Linked DNA regions of Zea mays: region 1 is linked to region 2. Evidence: chromatin contacts called from public Hi-C data. All regions are on one chromosome and are shown on one strand. The core of a region is the stretch at or near the end of the contact, and the rest is flanking DNA. Distances in the headings are between cores, read along the strand shown.

The links. A called contact is a pair of places that touch in the nucleus more often than the background predicts.
Region 1: a contact with region 2 is called in a Hi-C map of ear, with 1.8 times the contacts expected there. The contact joins two enhancer-like sites. A contact is called at or near these places in 2 of 25 Hi-C or Micro-C datasets (ear and tassel).

What each region holds. Positions count from the first base shown.
Region 1 is chr8:111,214,420-111,218,337 of Zm-B73-REFERENCE-NAM-5.0, forward strand. No RefSeq gene overlaps it. Among protein-coding and RNA genes, the nearest start is that of LOC103637181, 80 kb to the right of the region's middle. Within about 2 kb of position 2,147, at least 17 of the 20 cell types and tissues checked have an H3K27ac peak or open chromatin away from gene starts, as enhancers often do. A contact at or near this core is called in ear and tassel, where this site is marked.
Region 2 is chr8:111,075,385-111,079,476 of Zm-B73-REFERENCE-NAM-5.0, forward strand. No RefSeq gene overlaps it. Among protein-coding and RNA genes, the nearest start is that of LOC103637179, 19 kb to the right of the region's middle. Within about 2 kb of position 1,352, at least 17 of the 20 cell types and tissues checked have an H3K27ac peak or open chromatin away from gene starts, as enhancers often do. A contact at or near this core is called in ear and tassel, where this site is marked.

The sequences.
Region 1 (3,918 bases), core at 897-3,396, 140 kb after region 2:
CTCACTTGTTCTTGTGATCAAAACTCAATTGTAACTAAGGCAAGAGGCACCAATTGTGTGGTGGCCCTTGCGGGGAAGTTTTGTTCCCGTTTGATTGAGAAGAAGAAAAGCTCACTCGGTCCGAGGGACCGTTTGAGAGAGGGAAGGGTTGAAAGAGACCCGTCCTTTGTGGCCTCCTCAACGGGGAGTAGGTTTGCGAAAACCGAACCTCGGTAAAACAAATCCGCGTGTCTCACTTACTTATTCGCTTGCGATTTGTTTTGCGCCCTCTCTCGCGGACTCGTTTATATTTCTAACGCTAACCCGGCTTGTAGTTGTGTTTATATTTGTAAATTTCAGTCTCGCCCTATTCACCCTCCCCTCTAGGCGACTATCAGTTCCGGCGCCGGTTTCTCCGTCGGCGGGATTCTCGTTGAGGTGGTTCTTCTCTGGGTGCGGTCGGCTCGTCGTCGGAGATGGGAGGCGACTCCACTCTCCCGATGAAGAGGACGTCGGGATAGAATGGAGCTGCTGTCGTGGCGACCTTCTTTCCGTTCTCTTTTGAGGGCGGAGGAACGGAAAGAACAACTTGCTTCCCCTTGGTCTCCTTCTTCCTCGCGATCTGTGTCCATTCTTTTGTCGGGAAGTAGACAGTGGAGTTCTCCGGGTCAGCGGGCCCTCGGCCCCTGACTTTCTGAAGGCGATCTTTTTCCGGAGAGCTGGAGGTTGCGCTTCTCCGACATTTTCGGAGTTTGTTGGAGGAGACTTCTTTTTCGGCGGATCTGCAATGCGGTGTAGAGTTCCCTCTTCATCTGGTACGGATGAGATTGTTCCGAAGCAGAATACGGATCCGGGACGGAGGGTGATCTTGCTGTGGAAGGTGACGGCCATTGAGCTAGCTTGGATCGTCGACACACCCCCTACCTGGCGCGCCAGCTGTCAGTGTTTTGGGTCCGACCGCACACCCGGGGTTGCCCCTCAAGGTGTTTTTAGGAGTAGGACGGTGTCGCCGACTGTAGCAAAATGGTTCGTGCCAGATGCACGAGGGACAGTGGACAATGTTTACAGGTTCGGGCCGCTTAGAGATGCGTAACACCCTACGTCCTGGGGAGTATGCTTGGTGAATGAGGTTACAAGGTAGCTCTCTGAATTGAGAATGCAGAGAGTTGAGGTGGGCGGCTGAGTAATAGGGTCGATCGTTTTGAAGGGGTGCCCCCTAGGCCTTATATATTCGACCGTGGGGCAATACACGTGGATATGATAACTATGTGCACCTAAAAGATAGTGAACTTGTTTGAGTCTATCTTCCTATGATTTTGCCGACCTATCCTCGCCTGGATCCGCTGCATGGGGCTCCAGCGCGGGAAAGTCGGATCCTTGTTGTGGTCGCTTGCTCAACGCTGTGGGCCGTCCGGGCTTGCACCAATCCGGCCTTACGTCGATCTGCTTTACTGATTGTCCCTTCCTAGGCCCACGAAGGGATGGCCTTACGATTCATTGGGCCCTTGGACCTTTCGTGAGGTCTTTCATCCTTCTAGTGGACCCGGGGGATATCTGTCCCCCACAGAACCGTACACGACCCGACTATTCAACATTTCGGAATTTCAATATATGGACATAACACAATTCAGCATTTCAGCATGCATATCTTGTAGTTTCATCAACATACTCATGTAAAATAAATAGTGTCTTCTAGTAGCCACATATCCACATATCACAAATATGGTCAAACAGTAAATAGAAATATCTCTTAGTACATGTTTTATCATTTAAGCCCACAGACGGACAAGCATATGCTCGAAGATGAATTCCCCTAGAAGCCTGGATGCTGTAGTAAATCGGGTAACACAGTCCAATGGGTAATCGGGTTCGGGTTTAGCCTTCCCAAACCCGTATCCCATACCCGATAGGGAAATGATTTCTCTCAAATCTATATCTATGGAGATCAATTTTAATTCATATCCTAATTTTAATAGAGGAATTTCATATGGGTAATCGAGTTTCGGGACACATTGACATCTCTGTACGGAACCGTTCCATCGAGGTGGTTTCGGAACCAAACGCTAGCTGCCGTCGGGAAGCGACGCGAGCAGGTGATGTGCGGCGCCGTGGGCCCGTGGGCTTAGCTGGCGACATGGAGCCGGGAAGCGCGGGCGCGGAGCCATCGGAGGCCGGATGGCGGGCAGTCAGGCGCAGGCTGGACAGGATCCGGATCCCCATCACCCGGCCCAGCACGTGAGGGCGAGCGCGTGGGCCGCCTCCTGTCGGGACCCTGTTCTTTGTTTTTTTGAATGGTCAGGATTCTGCTGTGTGTTTCTCTTCGCGGCATGCCTTCAGTTGCCGATACTGTTGGTGACGTCACAAGTGGCGTCGACGGGACTGTTCAGTTTTCGTACACCTGTCTGTCGCCTGGGGATTTTAGCAGCACAAGGTATGTGGGTGGGTCGTGGCAATGCGCAAGCAACAGAGACCGACTACTAGGGATGAAAACGAAAACGGTAATTTTCGGATACCGGAAATCGTTTTCGAATATTTACCGAAATTTAGGTCTAAACGGAAACGGTTACCGAAAATACGGAAACGGAATCGGTAGAAAAACTCGAAATCGGAAACGGAAACGGTTTGGGTCTCTTCCGACCGTTTCCGGAAATTACCGTTTTTATTCGGTATTTTACCGTCGATAATAAATTCGGTATTTTTCAGAAAAAATATTAAATCTGAACTGATCTTTATAAATTCATAATAAACTCATCTTAGCTTAGAAAAATATAAAACTAATTTTATTATTTTTCTAAAATCAAGATCTATCTAATGGTATATAGTTTAGAATCGTCTGAAACTTTTATAAATCTTATTTATGTTTTCTTACCTCTTATTACTCTTGATACATATATTCATAATTTGAATGAGAACTTAAGAAGTACCAAGAGGACACTAATTATATTGACTATACCAAGTAGTAGGTGTATAAATAGAATGTAAGTGCCATATCATTATACACATCTTGATTCTACTTTATTTAAATACATAATAATGATTTTATTGTTTTATGATTTCTTACTTTATATATTTATTGTGGCCTGCTACCTTATATATTTATTATTAATTTTATATAAATGTATGACTTACGTGGATTTTTGAAGTTAATTGAGGGTACAAGTTACAGTTTTTACCGATCGAATTTTTAGATTCCGATCGTAACCGGTGTAATTTTCGTACCGAACTTTTGTTTCCGATGTTTCCGAATTACCGATATCGTTTTCGTTTCCGGAGTTACCGTTTTCGATCTCGTTTCCGAGGAAAAATATGAAAACGAAAATGGTTTTTGTGTTTACCGATCGTTTTCGACCGTTTTCACCCCTACCGACTACCGTACGGGCGGGGTGGTTATGCATGGGAAGTACGAGACTAATCCGATTCTGGATTAACTGAATTCATATCTCACACTCAATCTCATGGTGAGATTGAATCTATTATTTAATCCAAGTATCTCGTAAAAGTAGTTATTATTGTTTCGATCTATACATTCTAATATAAACCTGTGCAATATCTTTATGAATTTGTTACATACCTAATGAGTTATGGATATAACACATGTCTTCTATAATTTAAAAATTTCCTAAATCCTTGAGTTATAAATATTAAATCCATAGCGGGTCTAACCGAATAAAAGATTTTGAGTACGCTTAGATTATTTTAGAGTAGAGGTTGTGACATAGATTTAATTTTAAAATGAATAGATGGGTAGCTAAACCATTGATAATAGCAAAAAAGGACCGCAAATAGATGACTAAAATGGTATCTTGCTGTTGTAGTCAGCCTCATTCTTTCGGCCCTATCCATGTCCGCCAATCATTCCATATGCATGCATGCATGCATGCTGCCTTTCTTCGCTACAATGATTAGGTTCTGATTTGATAGATGATAGATATATTCATG
Region 2 (4,092 bases), core at 102-2,601:
TACTAGCTTCCAAATAAAAACGCAAGAGCCCCTAACTCCGTCCCCAGCATGCCATGTAATCAATGGAGCGAATAAACAGCTCCGTTCCCTTCCCTACCAGGGCGGTCGACCGGCCGGCATGCATGCTGATTGCAAAAGGTACCGTACCAATGATGCATGCTTTTCAGCCTCACCACCGGCCTCACAATGACAGCACCCACATGCACGCTGGGTCGCTGGTACGACAGAACCCGGGCGCTGCGCCGGCGCACGTGCAGTGCGCCTGAAGGCCCATACACCATCATGCGCCGGCCGCGCGCATTTGCGTTGCGTGGCACGGAGGATGCTACGCATAGAGATGTCCAAATGGGCCGTGCCCATCGGGCGGCCCGTGGCACGGCACGGTTTTGGCCCGTCACGAACACGGCACGGCCCGGTGGTTGACGGGCTCGGGCCGGCACGGTCCGTTAGTCGGGCCGGGCTTGGGCCGCTGCCGTGGCACGCCGTGCCGGCCCGAGCACGGCCCGGTTTTTTATTTTATTTTTCAGAGCATTTATTTGTATATTAGAAGCAACTTTAATAGTTTAGACACAAAATAAGTTTGGTTTAGTTGGCTAGAGTGGTGTAGCTAGGCATTCCAATGCTCCAACCAAGGTTCGAATCCTAGCAAAGTGAATTTTCTGTCTTTTTTTTACTTCATTTTCTTCCCACCCGGTCAAAGCACGGCGGGCCTTAACGGGTTGCGGGCCGGCCCGGCACGGCCCGGCTATGTGCGGGCCGTGCCTGGGCCTGGGATGTGGCACGGTGGCCCAGCCCGGCACGGCCCGTCACCCTAACGGGCTGAAACGTGCCGGGCCAAAACGTGCCGGGCCGAAGGCGGGCCCGTGCCGGGCCGGCACGGCCCACCCGTTTGGACATGTCTAGCTACGCATGCCACACTGACACAGTATGCAGCAGCCTGCTGGTGTTGGAAATGCTCTGCTTGTTGGAACACGCAAATTTGTTACAAGATATTACATATGTGATCAATTTAAGGGGTGCGACAGTTTTCCCCCAAAGAACACACACCCTTGGGATATACACCTTCACTTGTATATAAATGTAATGATCTCTAGAATACAATCGATGACTGTCATTTTCTCTATTATCTGTGTCTCGTTTTCACTACGCTTTAACACGTTATCAGCACCTCTACTCTCTACTGAAAATTTTTAGGCACAACAACCTCGTCGCAGTCGGTTGCCAATCTCCACCGGGTGAGCGAAGGCGCGACAAGTGTCCGTCACGGTGAGCGGCGTCCTAGCGTGGGCTACCGTGGCCTCGGCCCAGCGCTCCCGGCGGTGCGGGCCAGCCACGACCACGATTAGGCACGCGCGGGCGAAGCCAACGAAGGACCGGGCAGGCGTGCAGGCGCAGGCGCACACCCAGAGCTGTGCGGTCCAGGCCACGACGTAGACACAACCTCAACTCCAGGCGGCCACGCGGAGTCAGCAAAGTTGAGGTTGGCGACGTCCCCGCAGAGGGCAACCATCTGGGCGTTAGCGCCATTGAGGGCAACCATCGCGGCACTTATCGGCGGCGGCGACATCGCGCGAGCGGGAGGCACGCCAAAGGGCCTCGGCCCAGACTCCATCCACCAACCGTATGGTTTGCAACTATGCATCTGTATTGGAATCAACGATAGGCGATGGGGCCTGTCATTCCGGTTCTGATGTTGCCGTGGTGGATGGAAGGGGAATTTTGTTTTGTTTTCCTTGTCCCCATCTCCTATATTCCTATTGATTTAATCTGGATTTCGAAATCACATTGTCTGATTCATTATGCCCAGCATTAAATGGTTACTCTCGTCGTGATTGGATGCCCAGCTGATCGCGTCCAGGTCCACCACGTGCGTTGACCATGTGCGTGTATGTGATTGGTGGCCTGCATGGGCCGAGCACAGCCTGCATGCGCGGGCGCAGCTTAGTTATTTTCTTACATCTCGGTCTACACGCGCAGAGATGTGGGAGAGAGGCTTCGCTGGTCACCCAACCTCGTGCCGGCCTGGCTCCCACGGATACAACATCCAATCACGTTGTCTATGTCTGTGTTCATACGGATGTGAAGAGAAATCATTGGAAAGACGGCTGGCGCACTGGACTATTGCTGCAGACTCTGACACTCTGTGAGACCGAGACGACGAACCTCGGTGGGAACGCGTCCGCAGTAGATCAATGTGATGCTGCAGCCTGGCAGCACACGCGCTTCCCCTTCCAGCAATAAAAGAACTGGATGAACGACCTATGTATGTTTTCATATATGCTTTCATGCATAATTCTAAACATACATTGATTATTGTTCATATGTGCGATGAATTCTTTAATTTAAATTTTCAAAAGATTTATCTTACACAAATTTGTCGTATATCACTCATTATTTTGAATTTGAACATAAGGTGATAGAGACATAGACATTGGCTGCGTTTTATTCTCATGAATAATCCTGCCCAGAGACCATGTCTAATGCAGCGATTAGTTTCGCCTGTCACTGAGAGGTCTACACTATGTACCAACTACATGGTGATTACCTACACGTGTTCATCACAAAAGAATGGTTGTGGTATTTGGTATACTCCAAAATTTTGGAGATCATTATCTTTAAATTTCTTGTTAGAAATTTAATTTCAGCATTTTGGGGATTGAACCTCAAGGTTCATCGTAATTCCTCGCTGGCTATGTGAGCCACGTAGGACGCCACGATCACGCTAACACCTCAAAGAATTTTTTAATTAAATTCTACTTAATTAAATTATGAATTCTTGCAAAATATGATGTATATCTTCTTGGGGTTGTGAAACACATGATGGAGATCTAGGCTTTGGCTGCAATAAGTTCTTGTAATTTATTTGCCCAGAGACCAAGCTTTTAGACAGCAAAATGTTATTTGCCCATCAGTAAGAGATCTACATCATATGATCATAATGATTACCTATGTGTTCTCCCAAGTAGATATGTTGTAGATGTGATGTTGGTTATTGACCTTTATGGTGATTTCCATTTTATTTTTTGAAATCTTGGTCAAGCACAGGGTAGTGAAGTCCTAAGCATTGGCTGCAGTATGTTCTTTGAATATATCAGCCTAGAGACCATGCTTTCAGGTAGCAAAAGTTTTGCCCACTACTGGGAGATCTACTCCATTGTTTCATTACATGGAGATTATCTATGTTGTGTCCACCAATTTTCAAAAATCTTTTGGTACACTTTATGTGATACCTGGAATTCTCCAACATATGAAGATATGATATATTTTGCGACAATGTTGCAACAACACACGAAAATGGTTATGTTATTTCAAGGATAATTATTTAATAAAGTTTGATGAACTCGCCTAATGGGCTTAATTATCCTCAATGTTCATTGGATATGTTCATTGGATATCAAGATCATCTTTGCATAATATGGGGATTCACTTCTTTATTTTGGAGGAAGTGAGATGCTCCCTTTCTCTTGTGGTTCTTATGAAAAGAACAAATGTGCTTTGGTGGCTTGATGTGCAAGCCCAAAATGAATAGCAAAGAAAATCATAAGACTTGTGGACTTATGAGTATGTGTCTACATTAAGTTGTAGACTAACACTTTGTGTTCATATATAAGCACATTAAAAAGGGAGGGCAATGAGTATGACAAACTCTTTTGTCATTACACTATACGTGATATAGTGTTGTATGCCCAGGCATCTAATATTGTATATGAAATCCCAATAGATGCATACTACTCATGAAAGCTAAGATATGAAGTGTACTTCAATCTTCCATCTGACATGATAACAGTGGTTAGTTGTGTAAATCATGATTTGGACTAATCATGTAACAACACTTCTTTTTCTAAGAGAAGACCACTTTGTTAGATGATTTGCTTTTGAGTACTATTTAAATGATGCATGAGATTTGGTATAATCTCATAATTGATGTTGTGATAGGTTCAACTCATGCTATGTGAGTTGAACACACTCATGTGATTTGAGTGTAAAAACTCGTATGAATTTGAGTTGACCAAGCTCGTCGATTAGAGTTGAACCAACTCATCAAGGGAGTTGAACACTCATTAATTTGAGTTGTGCAAACTTGTACGAGGA